Linked DNA regions of Mus musculus: region 1 is linked to region 2. The links are chromatin contacts, called in public HiChIP or PLAC-seq maps. All regions are on one chromosome and are shown on one strand. Each heading gives the region's core, a stretch centred on a gene start, on an enhancer-like site or on the middle of the called end of the contact. The rest is flanking DNA. Distances are from core to core; before and after follow the strand shown.

Region 1 (4,548 bases), core at 1,023-3,522, 71 kb before region 2:
TGTCTTGTCTTGTCTTGTCTTGTCTTGTCTTCTCTTCTCTTCTCTTCTCTTCTCACAGTACTTGGGATGGTCCCCTGAGCCCCTTGGTCCTGGAAACCTGACTGGACTGGTGAGGGGATAACGAAAGGACAGACACAGACATGCATACAGAAAACAGACCCAGTGAGGCACACACGCTCTGCTAGAGCAGCGCCATGTGGCCACCCAGGACCTCAGAGTGTTTATGTAGAGTAAGGGGTGGGTGCTGGTCTTGGTAGGCAGTGTCTGGGCGAGCAGACTCAGCCTGTAAATTACCAGAGGAGGGAACTACAGTAGCTAGTCTTTGCACACAATGGTCAATTGTTCATAAGCACCCATTCTTACACATTCACATATGCAAGACCAAAGGAAGACATTGCCAGCCAGAGCCTGGGGCAGGGGGTGGAGGCAGTTCAGGGAGACATCAGCACCCTCATGGGCCTGGGGCATTGGGTCCTGGACATGGCTGGGCCCTTGCTAACAATATATATTCACTTGGGACTCCATCTGCTCGTTAGCTTTCAATCAAGGCTCCCAACACGATCATTCCCCCTCCTCTTCTTGTTCTTTGAAGTGATGGAGATGGAGCCCAGAGCCTCAGACCTTCTCAGCAAGCACTCCAGCACTGAACTACATTGCTGGTCCTCTTTTTAAGTTGAGACAGTCTTACTGACTTCCCCAGGCTGGCCTTGAACTCATTCTGAAGCCTAGACAGGCTCTAAACTTGCAATCCTCCTGTCTCAGTCTCCTGAGCAGACGGGATGACAGGCTTGTGCCACCAGGTCACCCTTCTGTCAGAATTATCTCATTTTTCATAATGCACATGACATCTTATAATTAGGAGTAAAGAGTTTATAATGTTTAAAGTTGTAAATAAAAAGATACTTCTGGTATTTTCCCCAATTCTATATGTATAATATAATACGCTGCCATTTACTGAGAGCATAATATCTCAAGATTATTATATTTTCTAGCGATGACAGCCACAGATACAAGCAGTCTTATTATCTGTGTTCACTCGGAAGGGAATTGAAGCTTCTAGCGGTTAGAATGTCCTGTCTACGGCTCACTTCACGGTAAGGGCTGGAGCCGGTACTGATGCTGAACTTTCACCCCAGAAAGCTGTTTCTCAGATAAGCTGCGGGGAGCCCAGGTGGATCTGGAGACACAACAACCAACAGTGAGCGTCTCCTGCAGTAGAATTGAGATTCTTATTTAACGAAGCATTATCTTTCTTACAGAAATGGTTTCTGTTCGCAAGCTGCCATGGGAGAGAATCAGATGTATCATACAACCCCAGGGCTCCAGGGACAGTCCCCAGGTTTGGACCCCAAAGCATTTCCAAACAGAGCAGCTGGCCCCTGCCCAGGCCTGGGGGCCAGTCCACCATGTCTTCAGCTCTCTTTGGTGGCTCCCATTTATAAAGGGGAGAGACACTGGCTCACACAGGCTGCCTGCTAGAGCAGATGGCAGCATCAAATGAGAGATGTCTGTGATTCACAGTTGGCAGCAGAAAGCCACACGTGGGGCCTGCCCACACTGGGCCCAACAGGTTTCTGATTTCCCTGCAGGAACGGAGTTCCGGGTCTGACGTTGCTGTTAGGGTTAGAAGTACCTCACAGCTACCTGGTTCCCACAGCACCCAGGGTTTACTGCCGCAGTAGACTGCAGACCCCTTCGAGAGTTCAGAGGACAGAGTGAGGTGCACTCTGGATTGTTCAGGATCTGGCAGAACAATCCAGGGAAAGATGTAAGTACTACAATGGAGGGGCCACTCTGGGGATCTTGGGACAGAGAGGACATCGATACATTTGTCCAGTGAAGCCCTGTGGTGAGCCTGGCAGGAAGGCCTTGCACAAGCAGCTCAGACCAGGTGTTGTTGCTCAGGAAGCCCCCTGTCAGGGAACCTCTCACCCCATGGCAGCAGTTCTTCCCTTCCTAAAGCTGAGACCGTTTAACACACTTCCTCATGCTGTGGTGACCCCCAACCATAAAGTTATTTTTGTTGCTACTTCATAACTGTAACTTTGCTACTGTTGTGAATTGTAATGTCAACATTTATGTTTTCTGATGGTCGTAGGGGCCCCCTGTGAAAGGGTCATTTGACACACACCCCGTAAAGGGGTTGCGACCCACAGGTTGAGAATCACTGATCTAGTGTGTCTGGCCACCAGAGTAGCCACAAGGCGAGCCAGAAGCCAAGAGGCCAGGAGAGTAGGAACCAAAGGGAACCAAGAGACCACATGTAGCTAAAATAGTTAGATTATATTGTGATCAGAGAGGTGGAGGGAAGGAAAATACAACTCAGTCCCTGGGCTGGAGAGTTTATACTTTGAGGTATTGAAAAGGCACCTCAGTTAGCCTTTGTGGGGGTTGAGACCCAACACTCTCCCTCTTCCCTCCCCTCTCCTCCTCCTCCTCCTCCTCCTCCTCCTCCTCCTCTCCTCTCCTCTCCTCTCCTCTCCTCTCCTCTCCCCTCCTTATCCTTCCAGGTTAGTCCTGCACTTCATCACGCTGGAGTTCTGGCTCTTGTATGGGAAAAGGAAGCATCTATAAGAATTTATGACCTAGTTACCCAGGCACTTCTTCACCACGTTCTGTGGCCTAGGCTGGAGGCTCAGAGAGGGCAGTGGCCTGATGTGGTCAGGGACAGACCTGGATCCCAACTCTGCCTCTTGGTTTCTGGATTGGACTATAGGCCATCACCCACTCCCATCCAATGGGAAAGACCTCATCAAAGAGAAAGATGCCTCGTCTGTCCATCACTTTAAGCCACGATGGCCAGAGCTGCTCAAACAAGAGGCACAGAAGGAAAGAATGACTGACGGACCTTAGACCCTCCCACTTTGAGTCCTCCCTCTTAACTACCCACTGTGTTTATGTGGCCATGGGCCCAGTTCTCTCCCTCTCTGGGTCTCAGTACACCGAAGGAATAAAGGCATCCTGGCTTAGAAGTCAAAGGAAATAAAAGCCCACAGCCTGAGAGCTTCAGAGGAACAGATGAGCCCAGTGGCTGGCACTTAGGGATGTCTTAGTTGGAGTCACTATTGCTGAGATAAAACACAATGACCAAAAGGAGCCTGGGGAGGGAAGGGTTCACTGCTGATGCTTCCACATCACAGTGAAGGAAGTCAGGGCAGGAACCTGAAGGCAGGAACCTGGAGGCAGGAGCTGATGCAGAGGCCATGGCGGGGTGCTGCTTACTGGCTTGCTCCTCATGGCTTGCTCAGCCTGCTTTCTTATGGATCCCAGAACCAACAGCCCAGGGGTGGCACCACTCAGTTCCCCCTACACCCATCAACCAGCAATTGAGAAAATGTCCTTCAGGCTTGTCTACAGCTGACCTCGTGGAAGGATTTCTTAGTTGAGGCTCCCTCTTCTCTGATGGCTGTAGCTTGTGTCAAGTTGACATAAAATTAGCCAGAACAGGACTGGACTGGAGAGATGGCTAATATATAATATATAAGGACTCCAGAGGTCCTGAGTTCAATTCCCAGCAACCATATGGTGACTTATAAACATCTGAAATGGGATCTCACACCTGCTTCTGGTGTGCGAGTATACAGGCAGATAAAGCAGTCATATACATAAAACAAACAAATAAATGCTGGAGTTTTATTTCGTTTCCTTGTCTTTTAAAATATGATTGACTTATTTGTTTGCTTATTGCTTAGTTTTGTGTGGATTGCTGTTTTCCCTGCATGTATGTGTGTGCGGGTATCAGATCCCTAGGAGCTAGAGTTACAGACAGTTGTGAGCTGCCAAGTGGGTGATAGGAATTGAACCATGGTCTTCCGGAAGAGCAGTCAGTGTTTTTAACTACTGACTCTCTGCTGTCTCATAGCCCCTGGACAAAGGCTTTCAAGTCCAACTTAGTTTGATGGCCTGGTGGTTGCAGGGCCCTGGACACAGTACCTCATCACTGTGCCTCAGTTTCTTCATCTGTGAAATAGGACAGTCACAACCCTCACTGCAAAGGGCTAGCGAGGATAAATTACTCATTTTTTTTTTATTCTTTCGAGACAGAGTTTCTCTGTGTAGCCCTGGCTGTCCTGGAACTCACTCTGTAGACCACGCTGGCCTCAAACTCAGAAATCCACCTGCCTCTGCCTCCTAAGTGCTGGGATTAAAGGTGTGCACCACCACTGCCCAGCAAATTACTCACTCTTATCCCACCCTGCCAGTGAGCTAGGCTCAGCTGACCATTGGCCTCAGAGGCAGATATGAGGGTCAAGCATCTTCAAAGGCTTTCACACTTTGGCCAGCAGACCAAGTTCATGTGACTGTGGCCAGCAGATATCTGGACAGAGGAGCTCTGCGTTGTGAGGAACTAGATCCTGGCTCAGCGATTAGCAACTCAAGTGGCTAAAAATATAGTTGTTTGGTTTTCACTAGAAAAAAGGCACATACATGGCTGGAGTGGAGATTTGGTTTTTGGCAGTGGTTTTTAAAGCCCTTGATTTGAGAAATCTCTGCCCTTTCCCCCATAGGCTGTTACTTTTGAGAGTTGTGGTTGTCCTGACTGTGTAG
Region 2 (4,396 bases), core at 886-3,385:
GGGATGCTTCTCGGGAGGAAAATGAAGATAAGAACTGGAGATCTGGCAGGAGGCACAAGAGAGAGCTGCAGAGGGAATCCTTAAAAGGATTTAGAAGGATTTTATTGTACTTGGTGAAGCACAGCAGGGGATAAGATCATAAATTCACCCTTGAGAACAGCCTGGGTCTGAGACTGTGTGGAGGTCGGGGGTAGAGGGCAGGGGAGGGTGGAGTCTTTGCCTCTGTTGTGCTGGGCTTTCTGTCTTCAAGTCACCCCAACACCAGACTCAGGTGCCCCGAGTTCCGATAGGCCCAGACCCAAGGATAAAGTAGTTAGGCTAGCTTGGGCTTCACAACCCATCTAAGTATCTCTCTGAGGCCAGATGGAGCTGGGATAAACTGAAGTCTTCAAAAAGCCCAGACCAGGGAACTTGCTGGAAGGGTCACAAGTATGATCCAGTGGGTTTGAAGAATTCTCCAGAGGACTCAGACCACAGTAAGGTTTTGAGAACTTCTGCTCACATCCTGGTCCTGCCGTCCTCCATGGGGACAGCAGTAGTAGGCTTGCTGTCATAGGACAGTGCTGGCTTCCTCCAACAATCACTGAAGAGGCTACTCTTAAGTTTTCCCATGTGGAAGCTGCCGGCCAGAGGAAGACAGCACAGCCCTTGCTCTGGAACCCGAGGCTCAGAAGAAAGCAAGAAAGATGGATGTATGGGTCCTTCTGTTCATGCTAACAGAGCACCAAGGACCAGCCATGTTTTCAACATGGGACGTGGGAGCACTGGCCTCCAGAGTCCACCGAGAACCTTTATGTTGGCCTCTGTTATTTATGTCCCTCCGGCACACTGCCTCCCCGTGTCTCTCAGCATCTCAGAAGCCTTTGTTTGCCCCTTAGTGGGATCTCTTTGCAAATCTCCCAAAGATGAGGTCCTCTCAGTTCCTGGCCCTGATCTGGAGTCGACTTTGTTCCATCTGAAGAGCCCCTCCCCCACCTCCCCTTCTACTTGCACTTCCCGCCCCCCTTTCTCCTGGTGTAGACGCTGCAGAAGCTTGAGAGTTCTTGGGACAGGTCCTCAGCTGACTCTCTGACTCTGCCATCTGTCTCCACCCACGTGCTGAGTGAACCCAAAGCTTACATCCCCCGGGGCCAAGCCTAAGCAACTCGTTAAAGAAGCCCCAGGCATAGGAGGCACACTCGCTGAGCTTGGTTCCTGAGTCTCTCCTGCTTCCCTGATGGAGGAGAAAGGACAGTACCAATCAATTTCCCCAAGCAGGTTACTCCCTCTCTTCTCAGACAGCTTTCCCACCTAATCCCAAATCCTGCTGCAACTTCTGCCAACTCAGAGGCCTCCAGAATCCACCCTGTCCTCTCCAGGCTGTTGACTGAGTACAGGACCCAGAGACTGCCAGACCGGGACCCACCCGGGACAGTGAGGAACTACAGCATAGGAGTCATTCTGGGGCCCAGAGCGCTCATTCTTTGGCTTTGGTGACACTGCAAAGGTGGCGCAGGCCCTGGACCGCAGGGGCAGGAAAAGCCCAAGGCCGCCAATGGAGAAGGCACATGTATGGCTGGTATGGTAAGGTGGAGAGCGTGTGGGGCTCCCGGACTGCCACACATAAAATGCGGCCACCCCACCCCACCCCCGACGTGACATCTGCAGTGTCCGTGACAGTTCAGCGTGAGGTTGGACCTAAGGACAGAAGACTGGTTCGGTGGCGTTCCCACGATAGCGACTCACGTGGGGAATGAGGCTCGGGTCCTGGTACTCGCTGAGCCTAGGGTGGAAGAGCGTCCCACGACCACTGAGAAAACTGGAGAAGTGGATGCGCCTCAGGCCAGGAGCCCTGGGAGGAGCAGCGCTGGGACTTAAAAGGTCGCCACCGGAAGGCAGGGGCCTGCAGGGCGCAGGAGATGATTATGGGAGGAGATGGTTATGGGCAGGATGGGGAGAGTGCAGCACTGCGTTCCGCTAGGACCTGGACTCTGGGTCGGGTCAGGGTGCGTGGCATCGCAGTGGCGGGTCCCGCGGTGGCTCCATCCTCCCGCCCCCCGCCCGCCCCTCTCCCCGCCCCGCGCGCAGTCCCCTCCCTCCGTCCCGCCTCCTGCCCGGCCACCTCCCTCAGCTGCTGCCGCGCCGCGTTGCCGGCGCACTTGCAGCCCGGCGGGCACCAGGAGGCGGAGGCGGGACGGTCAGGGGTCCAGCGCGCAGGACAGCGGCCCTGGGGCCAAAGTTTGCGGGCAGCCCCGGCAGGCCAAGCGGGTCCCACGTGCCGCTTGCTGCCCCCTCTCGCATCCTCACCCCGGCATCGCTGCGCCGGGAGACAGAGCTGCGGCCCGGCTAGCTCCTAGGCGGGGACGCCGCGACGGGAACTTAAGGTGGGAACTTCGCGGGCTGCAGCCTGGCGGGACCCTGCTCCTGCAAGCGGCGCTCCGGGCTCTGCACGTGGCCGCGGCCCCGGTACCCTCTGCGGATACCTAGGAGCCCCGGAGAGGCCGCCCGGGCGATGCGGCATGCACCCACGCGGCCGCAGTTTGGTCCGGCCACGGATCCTTTCCAGGGGTCCCCGGAATGCGTAGTGCGCTCTGACTTTGCGTGCAGGGTTTTTGGGGTCCCACGGGAGGAGTTGGAATGCGGGGAAGTCTTTCACTGTCAATAGGCACGGAAGGCAGCATCCCCACCAGCGGGACTCATTTAAGTCATTCATTAATTACGAACTCAGTGAAGGCTTATGGACCGCCTACTGTGTGCAAGGCCCTAGTGACTATTCAGTGGTCGCGGGCCTTAGCATCTAGTAAGAAAGTTAGAGGTCTCCTTAACCTCAGTGTACCCGGGATAAGTGGCCCGGCTTTGCTCATAGTTTTTGGGTGTGGATGGAAAAGAGACGAACTCGTTCATTCTCTGGGTTGTACAAAAATTGGTTGAGCACCTGCTGTGGGCATCTCACTATGCCAAACACTCAGTGTTCATCCAGTCATTTATTCAACAAGCCTGGATTGAACAATGGCCGAGGTGGCGACAGGACAATGGACTCTGGCGATGGGGGGGCGGGGGGGAGGTTGAGACTCTCAGGCCCTGCCTCAGAAGGGCACAGCCTGCCAGGGTGGCCCGCGCTACAGCATATGTGTATAGCAGATTTAAGGTTGGTGCTTAATGCGTTCATTCCTGGGTGGGTGGGGGGTCCGATCCCTGGAGAGGAAGAAGTGGGCTTTTAAAAGCTCTTTAGTGGGGGCTGGGAGTGATGATGAGGGCTGAGAAGGTTCATCTAATGTTAGGTGAGCACAGCCTCCTCCTAGTGATGGGGCTTAGAGGCCAAGCTGTCACTTTGGCACACATTTTGTTAAACACTTGCAATGCAGAGGTACTTAAGGGGTGCTAAACACCTGAGTTCCCCAAGTAGATAATAGGTGGGAGGCAAACGCATACTCACCCCTCCTCGGTGACATCTGAGCTAAGTCCACAGGAAGGTGAGAGGAGGGGGCAGGGATTGGTCTGATTCGCTGGAGAAAGGAGGGCCTGCCAGACTATAAATCTAGGTAGATATTCGCTGGGGTTTGTTTGACACCCCCAACCCTCCACCAACGTGCACACACACACACACACACACACACACACACACACACCTATGACGGTACTCAGAGTCACTGCCTGGTGTCTCATCAATAAACACATCACCAGGTTAAGTGGTACTCCTGGAGATTAGGGCAGTGGGGTGTGCACACGGTGGGTTTTTCTACCTGTGGGTCTTTATGCTTTTGCAGCTTTGCACAGGCACCTGCTGTAGAGGGTGGGGAGGGAAGTGTGGCTAGGCATGGAGGCTTGGCCCCAAGGGATTGCTCCTACCAGCCCAGCTCTGAGCCAATCCATTCCAGTGGAAAAATGTCTGCTGTGGGACACACTCCAAACCCACAGGGGACGAATGAACCGAAAACAAGTCACCCTGAGCCTCTTCCCAGAGCTGGAGGACCCGGACTGTGAGTGTCTTGCAGCCTGATGAGGCAGACTCCTGGGGGGGGGGGGGGGAGGCAGTTGAGTTTTGTGCACTGGGTTGGCAAGGGACTCTGGCAAAAGGTGAGACATCTGCCCCAGGGACAGAAAGACAAAGATGTTTCCTGAACACAGTAGCTCACAGGGCTGCCCCTCTGAGAATCTACTCTGGGTTGGTTGTCTAAACCCAGAAAAAGAGAGCCCACCTTCCCTGTCCCTACCCATGGAGATAGCGGCTGGTGATACCACCTAAATAGAATTAATAAAACCAGAAGGGATAGAAGAGGCTGCCAAGCCTTGGTATTTTTACCTGGCAGACTGTCCTTAATGAACAAAGTCAACATATGAATCCGCCACAGGATCTGAACTGTGCTTTAAGTTATCCCTGCTTCAGGCCAGCGCCTGCCCCAACAGACAGTTGGCA

Evidence for each region. HiChIP or PLAC-seq counts read pairs in DNA pulled down with a chosen protein or histone mark.
Region 1: an H3K4me3 HiChIP or PLAC-seq map of forebrain shows a contact between it and region 2, with 3 times the contacts expected there. The contact joins the enhancer-like site here to the promoter of Kcng1 in region 2. A contact is called at or near these places in 5 of 39 promoter capture datasets (the HPC-7 cell line, HPC-7-derived erythroid cells, hippocampal neurons and 2 more), 6 of 484 Hi-C or Micro-C datasets (granulocyte-monocyte progenitors, nephron progenitors, pre-B cells and 3 more), 2 of 115 datasets of contacts at active chromatin or transcription factors (embryonic hindbrain and forebrain) and 3 of 9 other capture datasets (adipose tissue, embryonic stem cells and liver).

Annotation. Positions count from the first base shown.
Region 1 is chr2:168,349,760-168,354,307 of GRCm38.p6, reverse strand. All of the region lies in intron 1 of Gm33262 (a long non-coding RNA gene), which reads right to left. Among named protein-coding and RNA genes, the nearest start is that of Gm22704, 16 kb to the right of the region's middle. Within about 2 kb of position 2,272, at least 38 of the 459 cell types and tissues checked have an H3K27ac peak or open chromatin away from gene starts, as enhancers often do. A contact at or near this core is called in forebrain, granulocyte-monocyte progenitors and pre-pro-B cells, where this site is marked.
Region 2 is chr2:168,278,845-168,283,240 of GRCm38.p6, reverse strand. It overlaps Kcng1 (potassium voltage-gated channel, subfamily G, member 1), which reads left to right and starts at 2,135. Exons shown (of 3, transcript NM_001081134.2): 1 at 2,135-2,363.